Regions from separate parts of the Mus musculus genome. Here region 2 is linked to region 1. A link is a contact called in public Hi-C data. All regions are on one chromosome and are shown on one strand. Each heading gives the region's core, a stretch centred on a gene start, on an enhancer-like site or on the middle of the called end of the contact. The rest is flanking DNA. Distances are from core to core; before and after follow the strand shown.

The links. Hi-C and Micro-C count contacts between places; a contact is called where the count stands out from the background.
Region 2: a contact with region 1 is called in a Hi-C map of muscle stem cells, with 3 times the contacts expected there. The contact joins two enhancer-like sites. A contact is called at or near these places in 2 of 39 promoter capture datasets (the C10 cell line and embryonic stem cells) and 1 of 484 Hi-C or Micro-C datasets (muscle stem cells).

The regions. Positions count from the first base shown.
Region 1 is chr16:37,942,162-37,949,281 of GRCm38.p6, forward strand. It overlaps Gpr156 (G protein-coupled receptor 156), which reads left to right. Exons shown (of 10, transcript NM_153394.2): 2 at 5,207-5,658; 3 at 6,054-6,190. The coding sequence starts at 5,563. Among named protein-coding and RNA genes, the nearest start is that of Gpr156, 29 kb to the left of the region's middle. Within about 2 kb of position 3,475, at least 21 of the 459 cell types and tissues checked have an H3K27ac peak or open chromatin away from gene starts, as enhancers often do. A contact at or near this core is called in muscle stem cells, where this site is marked.
Region 2 is chr16:38,364,757-38,371,876 of GRCm38.p6, forward strand. Popdc2 (popeye domain containing 2) reads left to right here. Exons shown (of 4, transcript NM_001081984.2): 2 at 4,728-4,836. Among named protein-coding and RNA genes, the nearest start is that of Popdc2, 6.1 kb to the left of the region's middle. Within about 2 kb of position 3,780, at least 56 of the 459 cell types and tissues checked have an H3K27ac peak or open chromatin away from gene starts, as enhancers often do. A contact at or near this core is called in muscle stem cells, where this site is marked.

The sequences.
Region 1 (7,120 bases), core at 2,225-4,724:
CAATAGACAAATAGGTAGATGATGTATGGATAGATAGACAGGTCAATAGATAGATAGATAGACAGACAGTCAGATAGATAGATAGACAGATCTATCCCAGTGAATCAAATTTCTGCTGCTCATATATATAAATGATATACATGGACATTGGGCCATCTACCAGAGGTCACATCTTTAAAAAAAAACAACTAGCTCTCCCTCATCCAAAAACCATCCACTGCTTATAGTACCTAGTTCTCATATTTTCTGGGCTATTTCTTTCAAACTGTTTCCCACTGTCTCCCCTTGGAACAACAGTCACTCGTGTGTTGGAGCACAGGCTATCCTTCCACACATCGAGATGCTCATTTTCCTCTATGCTTCACCGTGCACATTTTCTCTTGCTAAGTCCTTAAGTCAACCAGCATTTCCTTCCAAAGTATTTAATCTTGGGTATTTTATCTCAGATATTCTATTTTTCTCTGAGGGGGTTCTGTTCAGCTCTTCTTTGTATCTTTGTTTCCTGAGCCTTCTCAGGTTTTGCTTTGTGACAAAGAGCCTGTGTACAACAGTTGTTTTAAGGCCTGTGGGGCCACCTGTATCATTTCTGTTTTCTGTTTCCATCGAACTATATTTTAAAGTTTTATCTTTGTGAGCCATATTTATTATTTTGATATCTGCAAGTCATATTTATTTCTTAACATTAAAGGCTTGGCATGCTTATTGGAGGCTGCATGTGTTTATGTGTGTATTTGTATGTATATGTTCATGTGTAGGTGCAGGTGGTGTGCATATGTATAAATGTGCACGCATGCATATGGAGAGGCCAGAGGTTGAGTAGCTTGTCTCCTTCACCTGTCTTCCCACTACTCTGGCTGGATCTTCCTGTCCACCTCCCCCATGCTGGGATTGTAAGAGTTCATTGCTAGGGCTGGAGAGAGTGATCAGCTGCTAAAAGCATTCATTAGCTGCTCTTCCAGAGGACCCGGATTTAATTCCCAGCAGCCACGTGACAGCCCACAAGTGCATCCAACTCTGTCACACAGACATACATGTAGACCAAACAGGAAAAATGCACATAAAATAATTACATAAATAAATAAGTGTACATTGCCATGTTTGGCTTTAAAACAAACTAACAAACATGGGTGCTGGAAATTGAACTCATGTCCTACGGGTGTGCAGCAAGCATTTTGCCAGCTGAGCCATGTCTCCAGCTCCTGTATGGTAGCATTACTAATTTGATGTGGTTAACTGTTAGCTCCTGCTGTGTTGCAGAAGAGGAATTGGGTTGTGTTGTTGAAAGAGTTGAATTCATTGTGAATCGCTCCCACTCTTCATAGGTTTTGTGGGGTTTGAAGCATTGTGAGGACCAGCCAGAGGACGCTTTCCACTTGGGTTCATTTAGTTCAACTATTGCAGTGTGACTTTCCTGAAGATGCTTTTCAGTGTTCTGCATCGTATGAGTCTCTACTTCCTGCTGCTGGAATTCTGTGTACTTTCAGCTCTAGGGAACTGCCCGGCTGCTGCCTGACACTGGTTACTTCTTCAGCTTTAAGGAGAGAGTTCTTGCATTCATACAAAGATCTGAGCTTAGAAAAGACTGGGGCTTCCTGCAGATTCCCCAAACTTTCTCTTCTCCGTTACACTGTCTTACAAATTACAGCCAACCCAGCACTGCAAAACAACCTCCCCCCCCCCCCTCTCTCTCACACACACACACACACACACTTCAGCAAGACATCTAGTTTCTGTTTGGTTTGGTTCTCTCTCTTTGCGCCCCAGCCCAGAATCTGCCTTCAGGCAGAATGTCTCTTAGGAGCTAAAGTCCTATGATCTGTTGCCCAATGTCTGAAAAAAAATTGCTTCATATGTTTTGTCTGGTTTTTAAGTTGTTTACAGGAGTAAAGCAATTCTCACAGTGGGGAATTCTTCCTGGGCAGTAGCAGACTTCTATGAATTGCAAAATAACTTGCTAATAGATGGTGGCTAGAAACAAATAGGATTATTTATAATAAAAGTTAAATAAATAGGTTGATAAATTATAAGACTATTGAAAGCCCCCATAAAACACCATCTTGGAAAAGAAATCTGTGGCCTATTGTAAGTGCGTGGTGTTGGGTCTGCTACTGTGTGTAACATGAAACATAGCATCCCCAGAGGGTTTTCAGTGTGGGGGTGTGGGGGTGGGTTTGCTTTACAAAGGGCTTGGCGGACTTTACTCTTTGAGCCTTGGTTCTAACTCTGTCTGATGATCTGATTCCTCTCCATTGCCCTCTCTGACTGCCCCCGCCCTGACCCAGTCAGTCAACACCGAGGTCTTCAGCAGTTCTCAATGGCTGAGCCCTTCTCCCTTTCAGAACTTAGCTTAGGAGTGTGTCAACATGGAGAGATGCACTTGTGATTGTTCATTTGTGAATTTCTGTGGCTAAGTGCTATCTTTGGGACTGTATGCCTGTCCCATATGGAAATCTAATATCATAATATATAGGGTTCGCGCGCTGGATATTCATGGACCAAAGGGTTTCTCAAGACTTGGTTCCCAAAGCAGTGTTTCTCAGGGTCAACTTTGAGTAAGTGATGTATCCTGTGTCTTTACCAGGGTGTGACCAGACTTTTGGCTAATTTATTGGTTTCTTCTTCCTAGCACCCTTCTCCAACCTTCCAACCCTCCAACCCTAGGTAGGAGAGCAAGAAGGTTAGAGGGGAAAGAAGGTGTTGATCTTGTTAGACTGCTTCCTGTTGATTAAGGAAGTCCTTGGGGCAAGTGTGATCTTCATCACCAGGATACCTCCAACCAGCAATCAGCTATAGCAGAAGAAGGAAGGGCAGCAGCATTTGTATACCCTCTGAAGCGTCCCCAGAATGCCAAATGTAAACTATTTTCAGCTGGCAAAATAACATCCCTGCCCGAGCATGAGACAAATCATAGTCAGCTGCTGTGGACAGTCTAAAGCAACCCCACACCTGGGATTAAAACAAAAACATAGTCCCTTAACATTTCTGTGCTTTTAAAGGGACCAAAATTCTCATGACGCCAGGGAGTCTCAATTTGGCACATACTGGGCACAGTTGGCAGTGACTGGCAGTTGTTGAAACTGTTAGGAGAGGGCCAGGCATGCTGCCAAACATCCTCTCTTCAAAAGATGGTCCAGACAACAAAGCATTATCAAGCCAAAAATAGGTCTTTGGTTTACCACTAAGATGGAGAAGACAATGTAAAAACACACGTCCTTCCAGACTACCATAGTGTAGTTTGCTCTGTGACTCCTCACATTGCTCATTGCTAGAATACTCAGTAGGAAAGTAGGGTGTGGCTAGAAAAAAAGAGAGAAAGACCCTTTCTGTTGGAATTCCAACAAAATTAGGATACGAATAGCCATGCCTTGTTTGCTTCGTAATTTAATATTCAGTCATCTGTCCAGACAGCACAAGAATTCAAATGCTGGATGGGAGACAGCGGACTCTAATTTTCTCGTGATTGCTCTGTCATGAAGCTGGTAAATAATTCAAGAATATGGTAGAGTCCAGTGACAGGGCAACACCTGGTGCTGTATTGTTTATGTCTAAGTACAGACTCCAAAGACGGCACTCAGCACCTGTCACAATTGTTCTGCTTTAACCATGGGTCTAGTGTTCAGTGACTATTGATTAGTAGCATCTAATATTTGTCCAAGTTTCACACACACACACACACACACACACTCACACACACTCACACACACACACTCACACACACACTCACACACACACACTCACACACACACACTCACACACACTCTCACACACACATACACACTCACACACACTCACACACACAGATGCTATACTAGGTGCTTTCAAAAACACAAAGCAGAAATGGCAACCTCTTACATTCCTGTGACTAACCCCAAATCTATCTTTTCTATTAAAAGATGGGTTTGTTTTCAAATGTAGGGATAAGACTCAGGCATGTCCAGTCTGTGACCCGTGGACCACATGCCCCATCCACTTCTCTCTCCTCCCCTCCCTCTCTTCTGCACATCTTGCTTTGTAGCCAGGCTGGCCAACTCCTACACGCCCACCTCGGCCTTCCAAGCACTGAGACTGCAGGTGTCTGTCTTGGCTTCTCTTCTGATCACAGTATTCATATTATGAATATTTTCTGAGCGTAATAATCTCTCCTCAGTGGGTCACTCAGCCCCTCTCCCTAGAACCCAACTAACCCATGGCAGCTCCGTGATTCTGACAATTTAAAAGCCAGTACACAGAGGGGATAGGAACTCCACTGGAAGACCAATAGAGTCAACTAACCTGGACCCCCAGGGCTCTCAGAGACTGAACTACCAACCAAAAAACATGCATGGGCTGGACTTAGGCCTCCCCACACAAATGTTGTCTATGTGCAGCTTGTTCTTCATGTGGGTCCTGAACAACTGGAACAGGGGCTATCCCAAAGCTCTGGCCTATATGTGGGATACGTTCTTCTGGCTGGGCTGCCATGTCTGGCCTCAATGGGACAGAAAGCACCTAGTCTCAAAGAGACTTGAAGTTTCCGGGTGGGGAAGATATCCAGGGGAGGGGACCACCTGCTCAGAGAAGAGGGGAGGGGGTGGGGGAAGGATTGTGGGAGAGGGTGACCGGGAGTGAGCAGGATGTAAAGTGAATAAGTAAAAATAAATGTTTAATTAAATTTAAAAACTAAATAAATATGGGGGCTGAAGAGATGGCTCACAGGTTAAGAGCACTGACTGCTCTTCCGAAGGTCCTGAGTTCAAATCCTAGCTCACAACCATCTGTAATGAGATCTGATGCCCTCTTCTCGGCTACCTGAAGACAGTTACAGTGTACTTACATATAATAAATAAATAAATCTTTTTTTAAAAAACTAAATAAATAGATAAAAACCAGTACACGTTTTGGGCAACTCAGCTGTCTGGACATGGAAGGCTCTTCCTCATCCTGAGAGACAAGAGACAATATGGGCCCTTGATCCCAGAATCACCTAGGATCAAACAGAGGTTAAGCAAGGAACTGTGTGGAAAGATCTTAGGACATGAATTTGGGGGAGGGAAAAGGGGATGATGTGCCTTATGAATCAAAAGTAACATTTATACTTTAAAATGTTGCGATATTTATAAGCATATACCTACACACGATAGAATGTAACCATGTATAGCTGAGATACTAAAACCATTTTAAACCTGCGTGTGCATGTTTGTTAACCAGTCTGATTGCTTCCCTCCAGGGCCCAGTGTGGGAGCACGTGGAGTGCTGACTGCCCTCTGGTGGTGAGCCAGAATCAATTCGTTCTATGACCTGAGATGCCCACTCTTGACCATGTGCTACCCACTGGGAGCCAGGAACCAGCTGAAGAACATTTGCTCTTCAAATATGCATGATGAAGGAGACTAATGAAACAACCTTTCACTTCTACTTGGAGCCATTTGTTTTTTAATCCTGGATTTGGACTCTGGAGGCAACTCTGAGATGGAGCCTCTGGCAGAAAGACTCGAGTTGTTTCTGTGCTTCAGCGAACGGTTTGCATCCTTGACTGGGAATAGCCAAGACTGAGTAGATGCCCATAGAAGTGCATGGGGTGACATGGAGCCAGAAATCAACTGCTCTGAATTTTGTGACAGTTTTCCTGGTCAAGAGCTGGATCGGAGACCCCTTCATGATCTTTGCAAGACAACCATTGTAAGTGAACAGCCATGGGGCGTTATATAGATGCCATGGGACTAGACATAAATATGGTGATGGTGGTAGTGGTAGAGAAGGAGGAGGAGTGGGGAGGGGCAGAAAGAGGGGGGAAGGGGGAGGAGGAGGGGGAGAGGGAGGAGGAGGAGGAACTGTCCATGTAGCACAAGCATGGCCCTACTTTGGTGCCATCTATAGATCCTTTATTCTTTTGCTTGTTTGGTTTTGGTTTTGTTTCCCTGTGTATCCCTGGCTATCCTAGAACTTGCTCTGTAGACCAGGCTGGCCTGGAACTCAGAGATCCGCCTGCCTCTGCCTCCTGAGTGTGAGGGCTCATATTAAAGGCGTGATCCCTCATTATTAACCTCTCCTTTTTTTTTTTTTTCTGCCTCCAGACTGAGTCCCAGCACAGTAGTACAGCCGCCTCCCCACTGTCTCCTGCCCTCTTGGGGATTATGTGGACCTTTCTCAGCTGTGGGCTACTTCTGGTGCTCTTCTTTCTGGCTTTCACAATTCGCTGCAGGAAGAACAGGTAAGCAGCCTCCTGCCTAGAGTCTCAACCCCTATAACCAGAACTGTGAAATCCAGAATGCTGACATCATCTTGGCACCAAGAGCGGCTAGGCCTAGCTAGGGTCCCCCTACTGCAAAGCTAGTGACCATAGGGACCTTGTCTCTCATGCTTCCCACTGTGCCTCTAACACTTCAAACAGACTGACACATAATGGATACAGTAAGTGTGCTTGGTGGTCTTGGAAGAAAGGATGCTTAAATCCAAGTGGTGAGTGCTGCCAAGAAAAGAACCGTAAAGGGCATGAGTATGGGGTAGAGACCTACACGATTTTTATAATGTAAACTAGCGCCCTGTCAGCAAATTATACAATGATATCATTATCTCTCATGTGGTTTGCTCCCAGTAAACCAGTAGCTGAAAGCATTCTGGGGCAAGCTTTGTTCACTTAAACGAAAGAAACTTTGGGCTGGAGAGGCAGCTCAGTAGACAAAGTGCCTGCCTAGCATCCACAGAGCCTTGGGTTCAGTCCTCAGCATCATGTATACCCAGATGCTTGCCTGTAATCCCAGAGCTCAAGCGGGAGGCAGGACTATTAGGAGTTCAAAGTCATCCTTGTCTATAGAGAGTTTGAGATAGTCTCTCCCTTCCCAGCCAGGGAGGTGGATCAGTGGATAAAGGATCTAGCTGCCAAGCTGGAGGACCTGATTTTGATCCCTGACACCCCACATGGTAGAAGGAACTAGCTGTAACAAGTTGTCCTCTGACACCAGAGAAAAAAATTTAAACATCCCTCCCCCCCAAAAGGAAATGATGCTTTTAACTTGAGACTACCATGGAGTGTGCCCCTTTAGTTGTTAGGGTATGAAATGACACCTTCCATCTTGGGTCTTGTTCTTCTCTCGGTTGCTCTAGGCTGCTGCGTTGTAGGCTGCCCAGCAGTGAGGCCCAT
Region 2 (7,120 bases), core at 2,530-5,029, 420 kb after region 1:
ACACACTCCAGCCCCGAGAGAAACTGGCCTAGCTAAAGACAGCATGTGTGCAGACGCTGAGGATGCGGCCCTTCACTTCCTCTTGCATCTTCCAGGCAGTCTCTATTTCCTGGCCTTGTGGTGTGTCTCTGCCATCAGAGGCTGGCTCTGTCCTTCCCGTGATTTGGGAACTTTCTTCTCTAGGTGATCATATAATAGGTAACTACTTAATGACTACCCTTCAGTGACATGCATGCGTGCACACCTATCTAGGCATTCATTTAGGGGAGACTCAAGAGTACTAATATCCCATTGGCCAGAACCTAGCAGCAAAGGATGCAAGAAGGTGTGGTCTTTAGCTGTTAAAACTCCAGCTGCCTGGAAGAAGAGCAGTTGGTATTGAGACTAGGCTCTCTCTGGGCTGGAGAGATGGCTCAGCCGTTAAAGGCTAGGCTCACAACCAAAAATATAAGAGAATAGGCTCTCTCATTAAACTCCCCAGGTCTCTGCCCATCTCTACACTTACCTGCTCATCATAGCCCGTTTATCCTTCAGAACTCACATGGAATGTCATCGTGAGAAGCTATGCCCTGCAAAGGACCAGGTTCTTCCGTCCCCCTTCTCCTGTGAGCCCGCTCCACCTCAGTACTCAGCACACTGAGTTCTTCACGTACTCGAGTCTTCCACTGAGCTGTGAACCTCTCAAAGACCAGGATCAGATTATACCCACCTCTGTAGCCCTCAGTCTTTGGGAACACGGGAGGTTCTGTGAATAGTGGCTTAGCGAGAACAGCTGCAGAGCTCCCTCCTCTGAGCGTGTGGGCCACAAAGGTGGGCTCGTTTGGCTCCTTCTTTGCCTAACACAACTCGCTTTGGAAGAGGTGGGTGTGAAAACTGGAGCTTTCTGAGGAACGGAGGAAAAGGCCTAGGCTGGATCTTAATCTACGTCTAGATGTTACACCACATCCAAAAACCATTCACTTTATGCCGGCAAACAGCTGGGGTGTTAGGTACCATACCAGACCCTCACAGAATGCAGGTCCCTTCTCTGCAGGGACAAAGCACCAGGGTGGACGCTGGCCATAGGCTAGAGATCCAGCAAACAACATTAGTGGGGTTGCTTACCCCGCTTCAGATGTACAGCAAACCTGTGTTTGTAGGAAAGGCCAGAGCAGTTGCTTAACGGGTTGGTAGTATGGAATAATCATATAATTTTTTTAAAATTAGTTAGAATTCCTACTCACAGCTGCAGAAAACCAACTCTATCTAGCTGATGTGAGGTGTCCTTTAGAAAAAGAAAAGGATTTCTCTTCAAACTTAAGAAAAGGCATGCACTTAGGCCTCAGGCTGGAATAAGATAAGATCGTGTCTATTGGCTGTTCTGTATGATTTAGATTCTCCTGTGGCCAGTTGGGGCACATCCTTTTGCAATGTCGGGATCCTATTATTTGAGAGACAAGGTTTTAGGTTTTGAATACAGGAGTGTGTTAGTTTAACCAGTGTGTGATAGTTGTCTCTGCCCAAGGCACAAGGCACAGTGACTTAACCAGTTCTAAAGTCTCCAAGTTATATTAGAAAAGGCATCAGGCTAGATGTGCATGCCGGGACCATCAGTGAGGGAGGTGTTTAGGATCTTGTGTCCTTGTGCTTGGTGAAGGCAGAGAAGGTGTGATGTGGGAAGTGTCCACAACCACCTACCCAAACCTCCTGTAACATGACAGCACGGTGAGAGAACACGGACTCTGTTCTGCTGCCTGGTAGTCATGTGACCTTAAGCTCACTGTCTTAGTCAGGGTTTCTATTCCTGCACAAACATCATGACCAAGAAGCAAGTTGGGGAGGAAAGGGTTTATTCAGCTTACATTTCCACATTGCCGTTCATCATTTAAGGAAGTCAGGACTGGAACTCAAGCAGGTCAGAAAGCAGGAGCTGATGCAGAGGCCATGGAGGGATGTTCCTTGCTGGCTTGCTTCCCCTGGCTTGCTCAGCCTGCTCTCTTATAGAACCAAGATTACCAGCCCAGAGATGGTCCCACCCACAAGGGGCCTTTCCCCCTTGATCACTAATTGAGAAAATGCCTTACAGTTGGATTTCATGGAGGCATTTCCTCAACTGAAGCTCCTTTCTCTGTGATAACTCCAGCTGTGTCAACTTGACACAAAACTAGCCAGTACAATTGACCCCTTGTCAACTTGACACACAAACACATCATTAGTAAGCCTCAACCCTTACATTCTTATTCATCCCCAAGGTCTAAATAACTTTAAACGTCCCACAGTCTTTACATATTCTTAAAATTTCAATCTCTTTAAAATATCCATCTCTTTTAAAATCCAAAGTCTTTTTACAATTAAGTCTCTTAACTGTGGGCTCCACTAAAATGGTTTCTTCCTTCAAGAGGAAAAATATCAGGGCACAGTCACAATCAAAAACAAAAATCAATCTCCAACCATCCAATGTCTGGGATCCAACTCACGATCTTCTGGGCTCCTCCAAGGGCTTGGGTCACTTCTCCAGCCATGCCCTTTGTAGCACACGCGTCGTCCTCTAGGCTCCAGATGCCTGTACTCCACTGCTGCTGCTGCTCTTGGTGGTCATCTCATGGTACTGGCATCTCCAAAACACTGCATGACCCCTTCAGTCCTGGGCCGTCAATTGCAACTGAGGCTGCACCTTCACCAATGGCCTTCCATGGCCTCTCACAGTGCCGAGCCTCAGTTGCTCTGTGTAACCCCTTCATGCCTTCAAAAGCAGTACCACCTGGGTGACCCTTACATATTACCAAGTCCCGCTGCAGCAGGAGTACAACCTTGGCTATCTCTGGAACACAGCCCCTTTGTGCTTTCAGAAAACACTTCCCAGAAGATGCCACCTCAATGATGCTGGTCTCTTCTGAATCACCGCTAATTTCTTAGCTCCAGCTAACCAGCATCAATAATCCCAGTAATGCAAAGGTTTTGCTTTGGTAGTTCTGGTATCTTGTTAATCACAGCTGATTCTTCAGCCCCAGCTAACCAGAACTATAGAATCTTCACAATCAAAACAGCAATGGCCCTGAAAAGAGTCTTTAATTTTCCCTCTGAAATTTCACAAGCTAGACCTCCATCTTCTGCACTGTTCTCAACATTACCTTCCAAGCTTCTACACAACATCTAACATAGCTCTTAACAATGAATGGATCTTCAAGCCCAAAGTTCCAAAGTCCTTCCACAGTCCTCCCCAAAACATGGTCAGGTTGTCACAGGAATACCCCACTACGCTGGTACCAATTTGTCTTAGACAGGGTTTCTATTCCTGCACAAACATCATGACCAAGAAGTAAGTTGGGGAGGAAAGGGTTTATTCAGCTTACATTTCCACATTGCTGTTCATCACTAAAGGAAGTCAGGACTGGAACTCAAGCAGGTCAGGGAGCAGGAGCTGATGCAGAGGCCATGGAGGGATGTTCCTTGCTGGCTTGCTTCCCCTGGCTTGCTCAGCCTGCTCTCTTATAGAACCAAGATTATCAGCCCAGAGATGGTCCCACCCACAAGGGGCCTTTCCCCCTTGATCACTAATTGAGAAAATGCCTTACACTTGGATCTCATGGAGGCATTTTCTCAACTGAAGCTCCTTTCTCTGTGATAACTCCAGCTGTGTCAAGTTGACACAAAATTAGCCAGTACACTCCCCACGCACTTTTCCTGACCATCTGTTTCCTTGGCAGTAAAACTCAGAAAGAAAACCAGTCATGTCCATCACCACGATGACTCAGTGGGCAGGCACACTGGGAGCATCCGTCTGCCTTCCTCACATGCTATCTTGCAAACATGAGCTGTCCTGCCCGCTGCTCCTCATGCAGCCCGCCTGGAAGGGGAAAGGCAGAGCAGCACCTCCCATGGCAACAGAGACATTCTACATCCACGCTGTGCCATACCGCAGCCCCAGACCACACGTGCTTTGGGGTGCAATTAGTGTGACGGAGTAACTGGACCGACTGTTAACTATTTACTTTTAATGAATGTAACTCTCAATTGAAATAGCCACATGTGGTTAGTGCACAGCAGAGCCCCTGACGGTGGTTTTTCATCCTGGATACATAACGGGATTACTGGGGAGATTTTTAAATTAATAATGTCCATAACTCACCTACAGAGATGTTTTTTAATTGCTTTGAGAAAAGCTCATGCGTAAGGGTTTTTCAGGAGATTTTGTCTCCTTCTTCCTTCCTTCCTTCCTTCCTTCCTTCCTTTTCCTCTTTTTATCCCTTCCTTTTCTACTCCTCCTTCTTTGGGGTGTGTATTGGGTCTGTGGGGTGTTGGGGGATGGTAGTGGTGATACGGGATCTCACTCTAGTCCTTTCTGCTTTGGCACTTATGATGTAAGCCAGGCTGGCTTCACACTCATAGCAGTCCTCCTGCCACAGCCTCCCACCTGTTGAGTGGCCACCCATGAGCTCATACACACATGATCTGATGCTACGCTAGACTCATGTACACATAGACCACGCTGCTAGGCCCCCCAAGTGTTCTTACTACCCACTCCCCATCCCCAAGACTCTGGTCCTGCACTGTGGAATAGAAAAACACGTACAGGACGAGGACCGTGTGAGCTTCATCTCCATCTTTAATTGGGCCATACCTGCTCTGGCTCCCCACAGTCTAGCTGAGTACTTCTGCGGGAGGGTTTCAGCTACTCAGAAAATAGGCAGTTTCTGCAGAGAGCGGCCACTGCCCTTCCCCATTCAGTCTCCTCTCTCCTTTGTCAGGGTTCGAGTGAGCCAAGACGGGCAGTTTCTGCACTACATCTTTCCGTATCAGTTCATGGACTCTCCTGAATGGGAATCACTGCATCCTTCTGAAGAGGGGACCTTCCAGGTAATAAGGAGCCCCGAGGCAGCACAGTCACCTGCCACTGTAAGCCCACAACATTGTTACCTCTCCCATCACCTCTCTCCCACCTGCCCTTTGACCGCCACCAAAAGTGATTCTAGGAGGGGGCGGGATCGTGGCCTCTGCCTTCTCTTCAAGAAGAGTGCTTGGGCTCCTGGGTCTGGGGAACAGGGAAGGGTAGTTCTGGTCCCTGACAGACAGATCAGTCATTGGCCTACAACTCTTCCAAAAGACTGATGCCCACAGGATAAAAAAAGCTCATGCTACTTAGGGTAACTGAAACTCTTAGCAGCTCCAGCCCTCCTGGTACACGCTGCTCATAACATGACCCTTCTATTGCCCTGTACCTGAAATGCATTCTAAACAAACCATCATGCTCCCCAGAACTCTTCTAGGAGGGCTACCAGGTTCACCTCTGACCTCTATGCCCCACAGCTTCCTGCAGCCGCCTGTCTGTCTGTTTCCTTTGCTTTGTACTGCCTGTGTGCACACCGTTCACTATTCTAGTGGTGTGGAGGCATCGGCATCTCTCTGTCTCTGTGTCTGTCTCTATCTCCACACTCCAAAAGACAGTCCCAAGTACAGTTTTTGCTGAACTGGTTGCCCATGAGCAGGTGGTGTCTCAGAAGACTCTGTGGGTCACTCACAGCCATGAGCTGCGGGGGAGCCTGCCACTCATCCCCTGCTGTCCCCTCTGCAGCCCTTCACACTTGTGGGTGTGGGTTGCTGATGGCTAGCATGTGGCACACACTGCCTTTTTATTGCCTCTCTGAATCATACATACAATGTACTAGATTGGATATTACTGTTCCTCTGTTTGACAGATAGGGCAACTAAGGCCCCAGAACATCATGTACTCAGCTAGGGAATAGAAGGGCCAAGCAAGAGCCTGGACCCTCAGAAGCATGGTCCGCTCAACCCTCTCAGGGACTCTGCCAGTCAGTTTGCTGTTCTGGGGACTATGTATCTTCTGTGATGTCTACCAGAGAGTCCTCTAGCCAGCATATGAGCTATCCCCGGAACAGATGCATGCCAGGCAATGCCACTGTCTGGGCCTGCTTCCGCCCTAATCCTAGCTCTGTGGCGATATTGTCAGAGAAGCAGTCTTGCTGCCCCTGACCAGCTCCAGTCACAGAACCTTTGTCCCATCTCCACCCTCTTTGCTTTGCCCAGAGGCATTCTCTGGGGACTCCCTCAGGCCAGGAGAATGACAGAAGAGCCCTGAGTGGCTGGAACCAGCCAGAACATGCTGTGGCATTGACAGGGAGGAGCAGGTGGGTTATGCTCTAAAGGAAGGGCTGTTACCCTAGATGGCCTCTCTGCCTGGAATGTAAGCATGCTCGTATTCCACCATTTATATCTTGAGTGTTTGTCTCATTTAGAAGCAATGAGTTCCACACCCTTGCTGTTGGCTGTGTAAAGTCCCATTTCCTCTTTGCAGATATCAAATGTTGTGTTATAGTTCATCTTGACCTTGCCTCTGATGTAGCTTTGTTGATTGGAAGAACAATTCTAGTTCCTGCCTAAATCGTAACTCACAGCTCATTTCACACAGATCACCGCATCCCATCACACCCCTCAAGCACGCAGTCCACCAGATCTTCTGGCTGCTGGCCCTGTGACGCTCTCTTATTCATCAAGAGCAGGGCACAGGCCAGGCGCAGCCCACAGAATTCATCCTTAGCCTCCAGTTTGCAACCTGTTTTACCTGACTCATGTTCTACCTAGGTATGCTCTCACAAAGAAAAAACTTGGCACTTTAGCAAAACTTTACTAGAGACAGTCCTGTATGCACGAGGGAGCCAACCGAAACCTAGGTTTCTGCCGGGCAGTGGTGGCGCATGCCCGTTATCCCTGCACTTGGGAGGCAGAGGCAGGTGGATTTCTGAGTTCCAGTCCAGCCTGGTCTACAGAGTGAGTTCCAGGACAGCCAGGGCTGCACAGAGAAACCCTATCTCGAAAAACAAAAAACAAACAAACAAAAAAGTAGGTTTCTGGGGGTTAGGGGCATGGTACAGTGGGTAACTGTTTGCTGTGTAAGCATGCAAAACTGAGTTAAGATTCCCCAGCACCCACAAAAAAAGCAGAACATGGTGATGTGTTCTTGTAACTCCAGCACTAAAAAGGGGGAGCAAATATTAAAGGGGGTAGCTAACCATAAAAGTAAGACAAAAAAAACCAAAACCCGTTATTTTATCCTTTAAAAACAACGGAAGAAGCGGTAACGGCCTACACAGGGGAACGCCCATGCTCGCTGTGCTTGGCCTTC